Regions from separate parts of the Mus musculus genome. Here region 2 is linked to region 1. Evidence: chromatin contacts called from public HiChIP or PLAC-seq data. All regions are on one chromosome and are shown on one strand. Each heading gives the region's core, a stretch centred on a gene start, on an enhancer-like site or on the middle of the called end of the contact. The rest is flanking DNA. Distances are from core to core; before and after follow the strand shown. Region 1 overlaps Nsmce2 (NSE2/MMS21 homolog, SMC5-SMC6 complex SUMO ligase). Region 2 overlaps Nsmce2 (NSE2/MMS21 homolog, SMC5-SMC6 complex SUMO ligase).

The links. HiChIP or PLAC-seq counts read pairs in DNA pulled down with a chosen protein or histone mark.
Region 2: a FOXA1 HiChIP or PLAC-seq map of pancreatic cancer cells shows a contact between it and region 1. The contact joins two enhancer-like sites. A contact is called at or near these places in 11 of 484 Hi-C or Micro-C datasets (the C2C12 cell line, adipose-derived mesenchymal stem cells, bone marrow-derived macrophages and 7 more) and 7 of 115 datasets of contacts at active chromatin or transcription factors (CD8 T cells, cardiomyocytes, embryonic fibroblasts and 4 more).

Annotation. Positions count from the first base shown.
Region 1 is chr15:59,476,689-59,484,567 of GRCm38.p6, reverse strand. All of the region lies in intron 4 of Nsmce2 (NSE2/MMS21 homolog, SMC5-SMC6 complex SUMO ligase), which reads right to left. Among named protein-coding and RNA genes, the nearest start is that of Nsmce2, 110 kb to the right of the region's middle. Within about 2 kb of position 3,812, at least 228 of the 459 cell types and tissues checked have an H3K27ac peak or open chromatin away from gene starts, as enhancers often do. A contact at or near this core is called in the C2C12 cell line, CD8 T cells, embryonic fibroblasts and 6 more, where this site is marked.
Region 2 is chr15:59,591,745-59,599,623 of GRCm38.p6, reverse strand. Nsmce2 (NSE2/MMS21 homolog, SMC5-SMC6 complex SUMO ligase) reads right to left here. Exons shown (of 7, transcript NM_026746.3): 5 at 7,827-7,879; 6 at 7,380-7,486. Among named protein-coding and RNA genes, the nearest start is that of Gm36677, 23 kb to the left of the region's middle. Within about 2 kb of position 2,828, at least 115 of the 459 cell types and tissues checked have an H3K27ac peak or open chromatin away from gene starts, as enhancers often do. A contact at or near this core is called in the C2C12 cell line, CD8 T cells, embryonic fibroblasts and 6 more, where this site is marked.

The DNA of each region.
Region 1 (7,879 bases), core at 2,563-5,062:
TAGTACCAGGAAACAACAGTGGAATAATTCCTAACTGTGAAACAAATAAAACCCTGTCATTTGCACAATGTGGGTAGATCTTTAGTAGGCTGAATGAAACAAGGACACAGAAAGACAAATACCACCTTATGACTCACTTATGAAAACCAGGAATTCAATCTTGTATGATGGTACAGTGATCACTAGAGTTACAGAAGGAAAAGAGAGACTTACAAGGGAAACTAAGAAAAAAGGGGGCTAGAGGAAGGCTAGACAGTAGAAGGGACTGGGTATAAGAAAGGTAAATGGCTATGCCCTTTGCCTGGAAGAAGAACAAGAAAACTCATTAAGCTGAACAATAGTATATGTTAAAAAGTACTTTTAAAGTAATTTCAATATTAAAAATAATTACTTTTTATAATGGGGTTGGGGTGGTAGTCAGTAAGGGCTGGGGTAGGAGTGACGTCTGTGTGTCCCTAGTCATAGCATTTTAGCATTAACTATGTAAACATGGGCCAGCAGAGATGGCTCAATGGTAAAGAGCGTTAGCTGTTCTTCCAGAGGACCCACGTTTGATTTCTTGAACCTACATGGCAGCTCACAACCATCTGTATCTCCAGTTTCAAAGACTCCAGCTCTTCTGGAGAAGCTCTCCTCTGAACTTTGTGTATATCAGACACTCCAGTAGTACACAAACACATGTAGGCCAAACACCAGTAACACATAGAAAAAAATGGTGCAAATACACTTCACCAATTGAATCATTTATAATGAAGGTTTTTACCTTCAATAACAAATAGACAAAAGACTCAAACCAGTGTTTCTCATAAGATACAGGAATGAGCAAGAAATATATGAAAATACCACGACAGAAATGCAAATGCAAATCACAAGAGGATATCACCTTGCTCCACTTAAAGGAGTCATTATCAAAGGGAAAAAGTAGCCAGTATTCGTGAGCATGTGGGGCAAAGGATACTCTTGCACACTGTTCATAGGAGTGAGAACTTGTACAGTCATTACAGAAGCTAGTATGGAGCTTCCTAAAAATAAAACAGGCCCAAAGGTAGAACTACCATATATGATCCAGCAATCTCACCTCTGTGTATAAAAATCAAGGTCAGCTGTTCTCCCAGGTCCAATACAACACTATCTGCATAGCCAGCATATCTTCCAATAGATGTGCGCTCTCTCTATCTCTCTGTGTCACACACACACACACACACACACACACACACACACACACACACACACGGAGAGGGAGAGGGAGAGGGAGAGGGGGAGAGAGGGGGAGGGGGAGGGGGAGGGGGAGGGGGAGGGAGAGGGAGAGAGAGAGAGAGAGAGAGAGAGAGAGAGAGAGAGAGAGAGAGAGAGAGAGAAAGGTCTGTCATTTGCAGCAACATGGATGAGCCTGGAGGACATTTAAATCAGTACTGAAAGATAAAGAGAGCAGATTCACTTCTGTGTAAGATCTAAAAAAGCTGACTTCAAGGTAGTCAAGACTACAATTTACCAAAAGTGTGTGCATTGTCCAAGAGTGATGGCAGAATGGGATAAGGACGCATAATCCAAGTTTATAAGTAGATTTTGGATGTTTTCACCATTAGAAAGTAGATGAAGTGCTAAGCATGTCAATTAGATTGACTTAGTCATCCCACATTGTAGAATCTAAAATCCTATCCAAAAAGTTACTATATGCCTGCATATTTTTTTTTGAAAATTAGAAACATTTGAAAATAGTTACTAGAACAAAATTATGACATGGTTGTCACCGGCCCTTTAAAACATAGATAATTTAATAATTTGCTTGACTGCCTCTAAGTTAATGCACCGACTTTTAAAAAATATCCTAATTTCTGGCATAGTAAGGTTCAATAAATGGCTACTACACAAATGAACAGAAGCAGAAAAATGAAACTGCACTGACCAAATAAATTTAACAGTTACCCAGTCTGTAAAACCCAGATTTAATGAGTATACAAGTTCTTTCTTATAGGGATCTTGCCTGAACTCTTACACCTAAGACCTTTTCTACACCACACACACACACACACACACACACACACACACACACACACACACACACACACACACGCGGTGGGTACTTGGGGGCAGAGGGACAGGGGTGTGTCTGATCTGCAGTAACAGAGTACTATCGGGTTATGCTGAGACTCAGCTAGGCTAATAACCTTTTAGTTTACAATCTGAAAGGGCTGATTTACCTAAACCCTGTAGTACTTACTTTAAGGACATGCCAAAAATTCACCTGCCTCCAAAACACAGCTATCAGCAGAATATGCACAACCGTGGGCCAGGAGAATGCTATGGTAAAAACCCATTCTCCCTTCTCTAGCTCCAAGGCATGGATCCTTTTGAGACAAAACACCTCAGGGATATTCCCAGCAGCCACAAGGCCGGAGTCAGAAAGCTGTAAGGGATCTCTGACTGCAGAATAAGGAACTGTGTGTTGTATCCAAGACTCAGCAGCAGCTCCATCACCAAGCATTAGCTCTTACACAGTCCTCACGCATCTCCTGGAACTCACAGAGATCCCCAATCTTTACTGGGAAGACATCTGAGTAAAGAGATTTCAAGCCTCTGAAAGGGTTTGGGTGTGGTTGAAATGGGTAACTTTGAAAACTTAGCAACACAGGATACACTATGAGTAAGTTCTTTAAAAAAAAAAAAAAAACCAAAGCTAACTCACCAGATCCTTCTGAAAGGGTTCTTTTATTAATTTCAGTGAAGTCAAGCAGAGAACAAGTTGTAATATGAAACACAATTTATGCAACTATGTTGAAATTCTCTACCAGAGTTGCATCTTCTAATGTACAATTTTATGGTAAAATAATTTCAAAATACTATCAAAAATTAGGCTAGGCTCCTTTTGGTTTTAAGACTATCATAGGAAAACCATTTTTTATATAAGTCATTGAAGTTCTAAGACAAAATGATAGTGTCTTTAAATTAGAAAAAAAAAATTGGAAGAGCTGAAACTAAACCTCAATTGAAATTACACTGTTGGGCAACTCCAAAAGCTAAACAAAAACATGTTAAAATAGAAATTGCAACATCAAGGGAAAACCATTCTCATATAGCGTTCTAGACTCAGCCCTAGCTGATCATGGATGAGGCGAGTTGCTCTGTCCTAGGTTTTCCCACAGTCAGCCAACAGGCTACTCACGATTTAGCAGCCACTTGGGTTGACTCAGGGAAAGGCATGTGAGGGAGGCCTTTAAAGAGCCAACAGAGATCCCCTGGGTGGGTCTGGTCTGCCTTTCAAAACCCATGAACTTCCCATTATATAATCTCAAATAAGAAAAGTATTTCCTAAGTTAACCGCCTAGCTGAGTGTACAGCAGGCTGCAGTACCGCCTGCCTCCCTCCCTCCCTCCCCTGGTAAGAAAGAAAAGGAAAGAGCTTTGTGAATGGCACAATCACCTTGTCTGGTAAGGACAGAAGATTAATGAATCCTGCTTAATAGTACTACTAGACTTTTTAACAAAACTTCCAGAAGCCCCAGTATCTAATCTAAAATTTCCATATTTTACTAATCTCCTATAAAATAAACTGTTAAAGAAACCACAGAATTCTGAGAAGCTTGCTTTTCCAGAAAGCCCAAGAAAAATACTTTAGTTTCGCCATTCTCAAATTCATTTGACTTAGAAACAAAGTAAACATATTACTCTATTTAATATCATTGCACAAGCAAATTCACAAGAATGAAATGTGTTCAGAGTTCCTAGAAAAAATGTAGCAATGCAGGCTGCCAACTTGTTCAATGTCAAGCACCAGGCAGCTCAGCACCAGCAGTGACTCAGAGTGAATCACGCTTAAGCTATTTTTGCTTTTAAAGTCCTGCCAGGAGCTGTGTTAATATTCAACCCAGAGTAAATTTAGCTCAACAAGAAAACAAGTGTTTCCATGGTTGCTTCTTCACGGTGTTTATGGTATATGCGCAGCCATTCGGCTTAGGAACCCAGCCAGATCATCCAAATTGAAATGCTCATCTCTCATTTACATCCAGGCATTGGAACACAGGAAATACCAAATGCAATTCAGACTGCTGTCTACCTGCCTTCCTGGATCCCAGACAGCAACATGGCAGGCAGGGCATCATTAAAGGCCCCTCTTCAAGTCTGTACCACTGAAGGAGCTCCAGAGACTGCTAGTCATAGGTTTTACTTGGTTTGTATTACAAATCAAAACTCCATTCTCTGGTTGTGGCGGTGTAACAGACTAAAGTGCCTAAAGGACTTAGCAAAGCAGTAGAAAATTAGAAGGACAGGTACGACATGGAATCTTTACACAGGATCACAGACAGTGACAGTCTGGTTATGTGGCTCAGGTTTTAAAATAAATTAGTTACAGGCAATGAGTAAGTAAGATCTGATTGTCTTTATGTTAGAAGAAAAAAATTCCACATAACATAAAATTTATCATCTTGATGCCCTTATTGTTTTTGCAACAGAAAGAAAAGTGTACTCCCTACACTAGACAGGGCAGCAGGCTGGCAGCAAGACAGGAGAGCCACCAGCAATCCATCTTAGCCTTCATTCATTAGTGCTACAGTTCCAATTCTAAGTGTCCCTCACAGGCCAATAATGCAAAAGCTTGCCTAGTGTGTGATGCTGCAGTGAGGTCTAATGTTTCTAATGTGGAATCTAGTGGAGGAAATCTAGCCCCAAATCTGTCATCTGGGGGCTAGGAGAGTACCCTTAAAGGGGATCTGAGCCCATTCCCATCTATCTCTTTGCCCCCTGGCTGCCATAAGGTAAATTCGCCTCCTTCTATGTGTTTCAGTCATAGTATACTGTGTTACCATTTGGCCCAAAGCAATAGATTGTTGAGGGAAATATTATAAAATGAACACGCCAATTCTCAGCCAGGCCAGGCTATGCTCCTGCCTGCCGCTACCAACTCTCTAGGGCTAACCCCCATGTCAGGTGATCTCACTTGCTCAGTCTCTTGGCAGTCAACTCTTCGCCCCACAGGGCCACAGGGTTCCCACTGGGCCATCTCTAAGATGTCCCCCACAAGTTCCTCACACTTCCATGCAACACCCCACACACCCTATGAAAAGCCATCTCAACACCTAATTATCCAGTAGAAACATCACTCTTAAAGCTTAATTATCCAAGTAGATTTATATAACAATAAGATCACAATTTACAAGATGCCAATACAATAATTTCAGAGCCAATTGATAATGATAAAAGTTTTACCCCAATTATTCTAACCTTGTGAAAATCTTAGCTACTAGTTGCTGTTTAAAACCACATGGGATCGGGATCTTCTTCCTGACTATCTGCCTCCATGTTGGCTTCTCCTCCTCCTCCTTCGACCTCTGTCTTCTGCGACCTCTCTGTCTCCCCAACTCCTAGCTCCGCCTCCCTTTTCCTGTCCAATCACAGGCCCCCCACTGTCCTAATGTGATTGGACAGGGAAAATCCTGCAACAATAGAAAGTGTCAAGTGACCATGGACTGAGGCCTCTGAAACCAAGAACTAAAATAAACTTATCAAAGGTTGATTGTCTCCGATACTGGGTTATTAAATCAGAAAGCTGACACAATTGGTATTAAATACATTCACATTATTATAAAAACATTTCTCTAGGACTTTTCATCTTGTAAAAATAAAAATCTACCAAATGTTCTTTAAAAACCCCTATTTTCAGAATATACTATTTCGATTCCCAACACACATAGGACTTTTGTGCTTGGGTAGCAAATGAATTGGGAAGATGGAGGAACAGATACTAGAGCAATTCCTTAACTAAATCTACTCATCCCTGGAATTCCTAGGACCATCTCTAGATTTCACTCAGGAAAAATAATGTTAACTTTCCCAGCAGAGGTATTTAAAGTACGTTGCATACACCTTAGAATATACACAAAACCATATGACTACTTTTTATAATTAACTTTTATCTAGGAAAGAAAAAAGGTTTCATTACCAATGTAAATGCTGAAATTACTTACAGCATATATACAGACAAACCAACAAAATGCAATTAATATGCAGTGAACAATGAAAAAAGCATGGAGACCCCTGCTCTAAAGGCCAAAATTCCCAAGACGCAGGACGAGTGTTCCTTATCTTCCTTCCTAGTGCAGTGCTCTACTATAAAGACAACGAAGTGGGCAAGAGCTGGTCAGCACACCCAAGAGGAGAGAGAAACTGCAACCATGTAGAACAAGTGTGTAGAACAGCCAAAGGGTCTGGCACGGCTGTGATGACAGGACTGGACACAGCAACAGTCACACAAGCAGCCTCACTGGAGAGTCATGTTCCAAGGAAAATATTCATCTTTAGACAAGCAGGATGTCAGTTATTCATGGTAGTTCAGTATTTGGAAGAAGCTTTGCAAGGGTAAGCAGGATCTTTTGAAACCCATGACTCAAAGGAACAACCATCTAAAGTACTTAGGTGACAGAAACGGTAGAAACTCCTAAAACTCACTTGAGTGGATTCTTTAATTCCTATGTAGTTATCTAGGTTAGGCCTTGGCAATAGCACAGGTGCTTAAAAAAACATGTGGATGAAAAGGAATATACCACACTTTAAGCCTGCAAAACATTTTACTTGAAACTCATTCTTTCTAAATGTGTAGTTACCTGTAGTAACTGTGTATGTAACTTTCAAAATCTCAAGGCCCTGAGGACTAGCAGTAATTTATAATAACTTTCTGACTCACTTGACCACTGGGCTGACTAACTCAACTCTACCTGGAAGTTTTGGGTTAGAGGGATATAAAATAGATATCTATTATATATATATATACTTAAAGCTAAGCAGAGGAGTATATGAGAGAAAGAGAAACAGGTCGAGTGAGTTTTAAAGAGAGTGGAAACATTCTTTATGATGCTATACATAATGCAGTTGTCAAAGCTATCTTACTCAACAATTCTAGTCTGGACACATACACAGAAGAATTGAAGGATGAACTCAGACAGATATAGCCCAATAGTCACGAGTGAATGATTCACATGATAATTGAAAAGTAGAAACTCAAAGATGCACCAGATGAATGCTTGAAAAAATGTGATGCAAACTGAAAAACTACCTGGCCTTATTAATGCACGAACTTGTGATATAGGTGGTGGACAAAACATTCAAGCCAGTGTGGAGCATGCCCTTGTATACACACACAGACAGTCAAATGCATCCAGGCAGGAAGTAGTTCATGGAAGCCAATGAGGAGGAGGAGGTGAAGAATTACTATTTAACCCGTATCAGATTTCTGTTTGGGATGCTAAAAAAAGTCCCAGCCTTGGTGGTGACAACTGCACAATGTGAACATACTTAATTCCACCAAACAGTAGACTTAGAATGTTAAAGGGGTGAATTTTAGAGAACATAAAATCCATCACACATATCAAAACACACAGCAGAATAAGTCCAAGTGGAAATAAGTGTTAGTAGCAATAGCTCATATACTGTTATGCTCTCTCAATGATCTCCTTAAAAACAGGGGAACTAGTGTTTGAGTGTAGGAAATGTGAACTCTGCACTGACTGCTTGGTTCTATAACTCCAGTGATGCTCTTAAAAAAAAAAAAAGAGAGTCTATTAGTTAAATAAAAATCCTAAGAAAAGCAAAGGGGGTTAATCTGTGTCCAAGTCCTGTCTGCTGTGCAGTGTCTTGTACTGACCTCCACTAATCCATTATCTCCTAAGGACACCGAGTCTCCACAATGCACCCTTCTTGCTTCCTTTCTTACAATGTGACCTCATCTCTAACACCCACGGATCTCTCAGTCCTGGAGGCCAGGGTTCCAGATTTCCCTGCTTCCTTGAGCCCTTGATGTCCCTAATGCTCCCTAGGTTGCATATCTTGCTCTGACCTGTAACTTCTCTCGACTTCTGCCTTGTGTTTATTTTGGCTTGATGGGAATG
Region 2 (7,879 bases), core at 1,579-4,078, 120 kb before region 1:
AGGGATGAGGCAGGAAAGAGGAGGTGTTTCCTGGCCTTGATCCTGGGGTCAAGGAGTGTTGGCAGGACATGGGCTGTCCCTGGACAGTGTGCAGCCCATTTGCAGGGACAGTAAGCTTGAGAACAGGAATTCATTTTGAAATGCTAAATGTGTCCTGTACAGTCAGGCATAGGAGCGCTCTTTCTTCTCTCCTCCCTCCCTTCCTCCTTTCCTTCCTTCCTTTTGCCTGGAATCTGGCTGCGTAGCCCCCCACCTGCTCACCCCAGCTCGACCGATGTACTTTGGAATTCCTAAGTATGAGATGGTGATGGAGACATCCACACATTCCAGACTTTAGAAACGGAGACTGTCATCCCCTAGGCTTCCCAGACATGGACGTGCACAACAGGGGGCTTCTGGAGTGAACCTCCCTGAGAGGCGAGCCCCGAGCCCCGTCCCTGACGACCAGACCTTGGGTGCAGTGGACTCCTGAGAACAGCGTCTACCTCCTTCTGCCAGACAGTGAATAAGCAGTGGAGAGGGAAGTGGAGAGTGAGGGGGGAGGACTTCCTGATGACATCAGTGGCTTTAGTCAGTAAATGAGGGCATTCTGAGAATGGCTGACGGAATTAACCACACCACTGAGCTGCAGAGGAGGCGCCCACACTCATGTTGATGGGATGGGATGGAGCCTGGTGATGTCTGTGTCATGCAGAGACAGGCTCTGGGAACAGGGATATAAATCAAGTATCCGAGGGGAGCGAGGTGACCCGACAACAAAGATACAAACTGGAAAATGGAAGAGCCAAGACAAGTGTATATGCCTACAATCCCAGCACCCGAGGCTGAGGCAAGACTGAGCTACACAGAAAGTTCTAGGCTAGGCTAGGCTATATAGTGAGACATCTCCAAAAGAGCGGCAAAGGCCTAGCAGTCGGCTCCCCTAGTGCTGACACTGTCCAGGTGACGGCACAAGGCTTTTCCTGCAAACAGATGAACGTGGAGTTCTTGTCTGTCTGCAGGCATCCTGGCACAGTGAAAATCAAGGCCACTGAATGCCACGGGCAAAGGATTGTGCTCCAGGTCTCATCACGCAGCACTTGCTGTTCTAGACCACAGTTAACCAGTCCTGTCTCCTCACACAAGGCGGCTCAACCAGAGACATGGTGAGAACAACACTGAAGAGCATGCGAGAACCTTTGAGAGACTTCCTGGAGGAGAGGCAGGACAGGAACCAGGGCACAGCCTTGTTTCCCACCCCACCCCACCCCACAGAAACGAACAAGTTTTTAAACTAAAAAGGGTAAGAAAAGGCCATGATGCCACGGGCTTGAATCAGGGCATTCCTGCTCCGAGAAACAACACTACCCAAGCGTTAGGCCATAATCCCCAGGACATCCTGGTGAGCAAGTCAGGTGTGGCAACACCTTCAACATCATCAACTCATCCCCAGGAAGGGCTCAGACTCACAGACCTGGAAGGAGAGGCTGGTCCTGTGCCTGGGTCAGCCACAGGGCAGAGCATTCCTTATTGCGAGTCTATGCTAAGGAGAGGTCTCAGGGTGCAGAGGGTCCCAGGGGCATCGGGGATTCGGGGCCTCAGCCTCAGCTCAGGATCACACAATGCTGAGTATGGAGAGATGCAGATTTGGGTCCTAAGAATATCAAGGTTTGGCCCATAAGCTCTAGGAAGCAGCTGTATAGACAGATACCTCTGGCATTAGAGCTGGGTAGATTCCTGACATAGTTACACTCAGAGAGTAACTGTGTCCCATCGCCTCCAAGTCCAGGGTGATGTGTCACAAAACAGTGAGGTACACATGATGACTGTTTGCCATAAGGGCCCCACAGCTGTGAGTTCACACTGTACACCAGCAAACTTCCTGTCAGGCCTGTGCTTCTGCCCGCCTGTGTGCAGCTGTGCACATGTGTATATGCTGTGGGAGTCAGAGGTCATCCCTGTCGTTCTCCTCAGGGTCCACTGTACTAGTTATTTATTTCTGACAGACTCTTTCACTGGCCTAATTCTTGCTAAACAGCCACTAGTCTGGCTGGCCTCACTGACCTCAGGGGCCTGCCTGCCTTTCATCTCCCTCCCTCTCCCAGTGCCGGGATACAAGTGAGCTATCACACTTGGCACTTTGATGTGAATTCTGGGGATGAGCTGAACCCTCACTGAGCTGAGCTATCTCCCGGTCTTCTTCACAGCCAAGAAATGGGACAGTACAGATCTGGAAGGAATCCCCTGTAGGCTCTAGGGTCACTGGAATTTTGAGTTGATGTCATTTTTACTTTAGAGATAAAGAACCCGGCTGAGAGGCTCAGTTATTTGTTGGTAAGTGATTCTGCTTTGACATCACACATTTCTCTTCACTTCATCTGATGAGCTTAGAATTCCCTAAAGATTCAGAAAACCAAAACAATTGGTGGGGGTCACAGTCAGCCACAGTTCATTAACATGAAAACGAGCAGGCAGCTTTATTTGAGAGATAATAGCTTACGACCTCCCTCGGTTTTAGGAAATGACTCTAACAGTATACTAGGGTGAAAAGCCCCACAAGCCCACTCCACTTGGGTCCAGTGGACAGGCCGCCAGGGTCTGAAGCATGCTGGGAAGTTCAGATGGTACCCAGTAAGTAACACAGTGTGCCTGGGACTCCAGTAACCTAACATAATTGGAACAGGAGAGAGACACCGTTCTCTAACAGGATGTGTCACACACATTTTTTAAACAGTGCTTCATGGGAAATGACACCACTTCATGCTGAATCAGAAACCTACAGAGTAAGCTGTGAGCAGAACCGAGTGAGTTCTAATCGGTTTCCAGGTTGGCCTTGCGTTTGACACTGGCTCTGTGACTGCAGCGCCTCTCGTCTTGGGTGTGGTTTAGGCTGCTTCCCACAGGTCTTGTACTTGAGTGCAGTAACTGCTGAACAAGAAGCTGCTTGGAGCTGACAGCAAGGGGCTCTGAGTCAGGTGCCGAGGCTTTATGGTGAGTGAAGAGAGCTTATGCCAGGCCAAGGCTCTGTCCTGCTGGCCTCTGCAGAACTGTGCCTCAGCGACAGCTGCCCAGCTCTATCCTCATAGCCACACAATTCTCATGGCTGGCTCAGTCACCTTCTAAGGGCACAGCCTGCACCTTGGCTGTTTTCAAGGGGCTCTATGGCTATGATCTCAGACTCTCAGAACCCCTGCTGGCCACTCTCCTCTCTTCCACCTCTCCCTGACCAAGCAGCTAGCAACTGCTTCTAGACACTCAAAAGAATTAGCAGTCATATTCCCCTCTAGCTCCTCCCCCATTTTCAATCAGCTACCACATTCTGTCGGGCGCATACACACCTCACTTCCACGTGCCTGCTCACTCTCTGTGACAGAATGCACTGTGGGCGCACCACCCTGGCACTGCCACAGCCTTTAGCACCTGCCCCCTGCACTGCTTCGGTAGTAACTTCCTCAGCTCCAGATTGGCTCCTCCTAATCCCCTTTCTCTACAAGGTCTTCTGTGCCTATGGGCAGAGCTGGTAGATGCTGGTGACGATGCTGTCGAAAGCTTGACAAGGATGCAGGACTCATGGTTACTGAGTCTTACTGCATGTGTGCCTGCTCCTTTAGAACATATCTTATTCAAGTTTCAGATGTACCAGTGAGAAAACTATCACCATCAGTTTACAGAGCAGGAAAGTGATGAAACGGACATTCACTGCCTCTGTGGTGGGTCTCTGCCTATTTACTGTTCTACCATCTACGGTGTCATTTTACTTTCCTGCCACAAACAGTAACTAGCCAACACCAGACCTACTGCCCTCTACGGGAAAGCTGGTCTGATGGGGGTGGGGTGGGGGATAGAGGAGTGGGAGGGAGGCTCTAGGAGTCAGTTTCTGATGAGTGTGGAGGGGCACGCCTTTACTCCAAGCAGGGGCAGGTGAATCTCTGTGAATTTAAGGCCAGCCTGGACTACACAGTGAGTTCTAGATAGCCAGGGTCACACAGGGAGACTGTCTCAAAAACAAATTAACTAAAATACCCAGTTAAAAACTATTTTGTTATTTTTTTTATTTGTCTGAGTTTTTTCTTGCCTGCACTTATGCCTGTTGTGTTATCTACACGGTGGGATGGCAGCCAGAAGAGGGTGCTGGATCCCCTAGGACTGGCATTTAAGATGGGTGCTGAGAACTGACCTTGGGTCCTCTGGAGAGCAGCAAAGTCTCTCTACTGCCCACACGCGCCCACGGTGCACCCCAGACTTCACTGCAGCCTTCCCTCTCCACACACACTGTGTGTGCCTGCCCTGGGACTGCTGTCACACCGCACAGTGCCAGGGAAACGCCTCCACTCAGACCTGAGACAACTGGGCGTTACAAATGCCTGTGCACGTGTTTCCTGCTCTCGTGGAAACATGATGGGAGAAAAGACAGTATTTTCCTCCTATCATCCCATAGGTTGTAGCAAATCATTGTATCTTTGTCTTGTAATATAATAGAATGTTTGATTTTAGAAAAGTCAGTGAGTTACTGACTTTAGGTTTCATAAGAAAAAATTGTAAAATGAATTTTAGCTTGGGGTTAGGATAAAATTCCCAACAGTTTCTAACATGGCTGTAAAGATCGTTCTGCCCTTTTGGTACTATGCATTTATGGTGTTCTTGGCATTGACAATTAGAAAATCAAAAGCTTCAATCAACTCGGAAGGTACTTTATCTATCTGCAGTATCAAATATTCAGCTGATATTTAATTCTTTATATAAAATTAAGCATATCAGGTTGGTGAGATGGCTCAGTGGGTAAGAGCCTTCCAAAGAGCATCCTTTGGACCGCTCGGCCAAAGGTCTTGAGTTCATATCCCAGCAACCACGTGGTGGCTCACAACCACCCGTAATGAGATCTAACGCCGTCTTCTGGTGTGTCTAAAGTCAGCTACAGTGTACTTATTTACAATAACAAGCAACATTTTTTTAAAAAATTAAGCATATCCACTCATTAGTATGTAAATTTGCTTTCATCTTTAATAAATAGTAAAATATAAACATTGAAGAACTGTCTTTGAATAAATTTGTTTATAATTTAGTATTAGTAAATGCTTAATTTATATATCTATTTTATATAGCTATATGCTTGGGGCTGTATATAAAATGTCTTAGGTGAGGGAGCTGGGGGAGGGCACAGTGGATAAAGCATCTTACTGCAAATGAGGCCTGGAGTCAGATTCCTGGAGCCCTCGGCGCCCCAGCTCTAATGCCAGACTCAGAAGGTAGAGGCCAGGATGTCTGGGGGGAGGGGGGACACTCTGCCTAGTAAGACCAGCATATCTGCGTACCTGCAAGCTTGGGCTTTGCAAGACCTTACTTCTAATCAAGGGAGATCCTGACGTCAACACTGGGTCTCTACATGTATGAACACACAATGTGTATGCATACCATACCACCTTCACATGTGCACCCATACATATGAACACACATATACACACATGCAAACACATCACATACACATAGAAAGAAGAAAAGGGGGATTTGACCTAGTAAAAAGAGATTACAATGGAAAACTTCAAGAGGCCTGGCTCCTAAAGCCCCTTCACCATTCCCCGGTATGTTCCTTTATTTCTTAAGGCCTGGTAACAATGTCATCTTTGTAAAGCTTTCCTCCTCTCAGACTTAATGGTTATTATTAGTCTATGAACATTTTCAGGTATCTGCCCCCCAGGTTATGGAAACATGACAGGGAGAGAAGAGAACGTTTCCTTAGATGTCAAGTACCACTTAAATGCTTGTAAGTATTGTGTGTAGTTCCAAATGGACAATGGGCATTAGGAAGTCAGAGCTGTACGTGAGAAAAGCCATCTAAGTGTGGGAACACCCTGCACCGACCCGGGGCTGCTGGTAGGAAACTGAAACATGCTTTGTATTAGTCCCTGCCCTTTCCAGCCCCAACTTCAGGAGAGTATCACACACTGTCAGAAAGAGGAGCTGCCAAGGACAGCAAACTAGCAAGCACTCTTAGGAATTATGTTGACCCTTTCTGGTTTGTCAGAGAAGGAACACAGGTTAAAAATTAGTAGAGAAGGAAGGCTTGGAAGTCCAGAAACAAAACGATGCTTGTTGGTAAAATGTCAAGGTCATTAGGGAAATACAGGATTTGGATTCTAAGGCAGAAATGCAAAACATAGAAATGAACTAATGGTTTTTATATTTGTAGCCTAATGGCTGCAAACCCATTTGTCTTCTAGAGTAAATACTGAAAATTACTTGACTGAATGGCCAAGGAGCTATCTCTCTCTAGTCCTCAGTTGCTAGCTCTCAGTCCACACCCACATGGGGAGAGGAGGGGAATTCCAGCTCTCGGTCTGGGTGATGCAGAAGAAGCAAAGCACACATCACAGGGGCTGCTATCAGAGCCTGAGAACGGTCACACCTGCCATTCCATTCCTGCGATAAGAGCTCAGGAGATGCCAAACCCAGTCAGCTTCAGTGTGGCCCACTGAGGACTCTCGTCACAGGCACAGAGCCATGGTCCTGGGGTTGGGAGGTAGGGAGAGAAGGGACGGAAGATTCGGAGTTAAAAAAATTCTCATTGGTGAGTTAGCCATGGATTAATTGAAACTGTTCGGGGAGTTATTTACATGATCAAATGAAAGCATTTCTTTGGTAATGCAGTCTTCCTCACCAAGACCACTGGATATGAATTCTTGTCTTGAATGTTTATTTTAAAACCAAAGCACTATTGCAGAAAGCAAAGAATAAGGTAAATTTCCTCTGGGTTAAGTAGACACTGAAAAAGGGGAGTATCTCAGATTATAGTTTTGTTGATCCTCAGCTACTCTGGTTTGTTGGTGTGTCGTGTGTGTGTGTGCGTGTGTATGTGCGTTGAGTGTGCAACAGAGAGAGAAAGAGAGAGAGAGAGAGAGAGAGAGAGAGAGAGAGAGAGAGAGAGAGAGAGAAAGAGAGAGAGAGAGAGAGAGAGTGTCTCATATAACCAGGCTGTCCTCAAACTCTCAGTGTGGCTGAGGACGGCCTCCTCTCTCACATCCTCCTGTCTGCCTCACTGATCGGGTGCCAGGCGCATGTGTCCAGGCCTGATTTGTGTGATTGTTTGAACTGAAAGCAAGACTTCCTGTGCACCAGGTAAGCGCTCTACAAACTGAGCTAGCACCCAGCTAGCTAACTTGTAAGCATCACCTAGAGTTCTCTAGAGTTCTGTAATCCAATACTCCAGTCCCACCCGCTCTTCCTTCTGTGCGGATGGTGTAGCTGGAGCGCCTTTAGTGTCTTCTGCACACCGTCCTTCCCGGATAGCAAGTTTCCTGTTGACAGTCTGGGCAGAGCCATAACTAGGGGGAGTATGGGCAGCTTTTTCTGGCATGTACTGAGGACCACCAGGGTGCCCTGCTCCCCCACCAGCACCCACTTACCAGGCCTTCTTCTTCCTCTTATGCTTGGATTCAATCATGCGAACAATGGCTTCCTCTTCGTATGTATGGCCACACATTTTATTTTTCACTGGCTTCTTCATTTCCAGCTATGATTAAGGAGACATTAGGTGTTCAGGAATAATGACCACCCACTTCCTAGTACCCCCAGAGGCTAAATTCTCATCTTCATGGCTTCTAGTATCAGCTTGCAATCATGAAATTCAGGGCTATAGGGGCTGTAACTTTACTTGGTCTCTGGGCTCTAACTTTTCCCCAGGTCCTAAAGTATATGGTTAAATGAAAGTGCTAGCCACAAACCTCCCAAGTTTGATCTCATCACTTTTGCTTCCTCCCTCCCATGGGACATCAGAAAGCAAACAGGAACCCTTCTGCTCCCGTGAAACCAACCTAACTCCATTTTCTTTGAGGGGAAAGATGAAGCCATACCTGTGTTATGGGGCAGATGAAATTGGTTTGGCTCTGGGTCACAATCATATCTT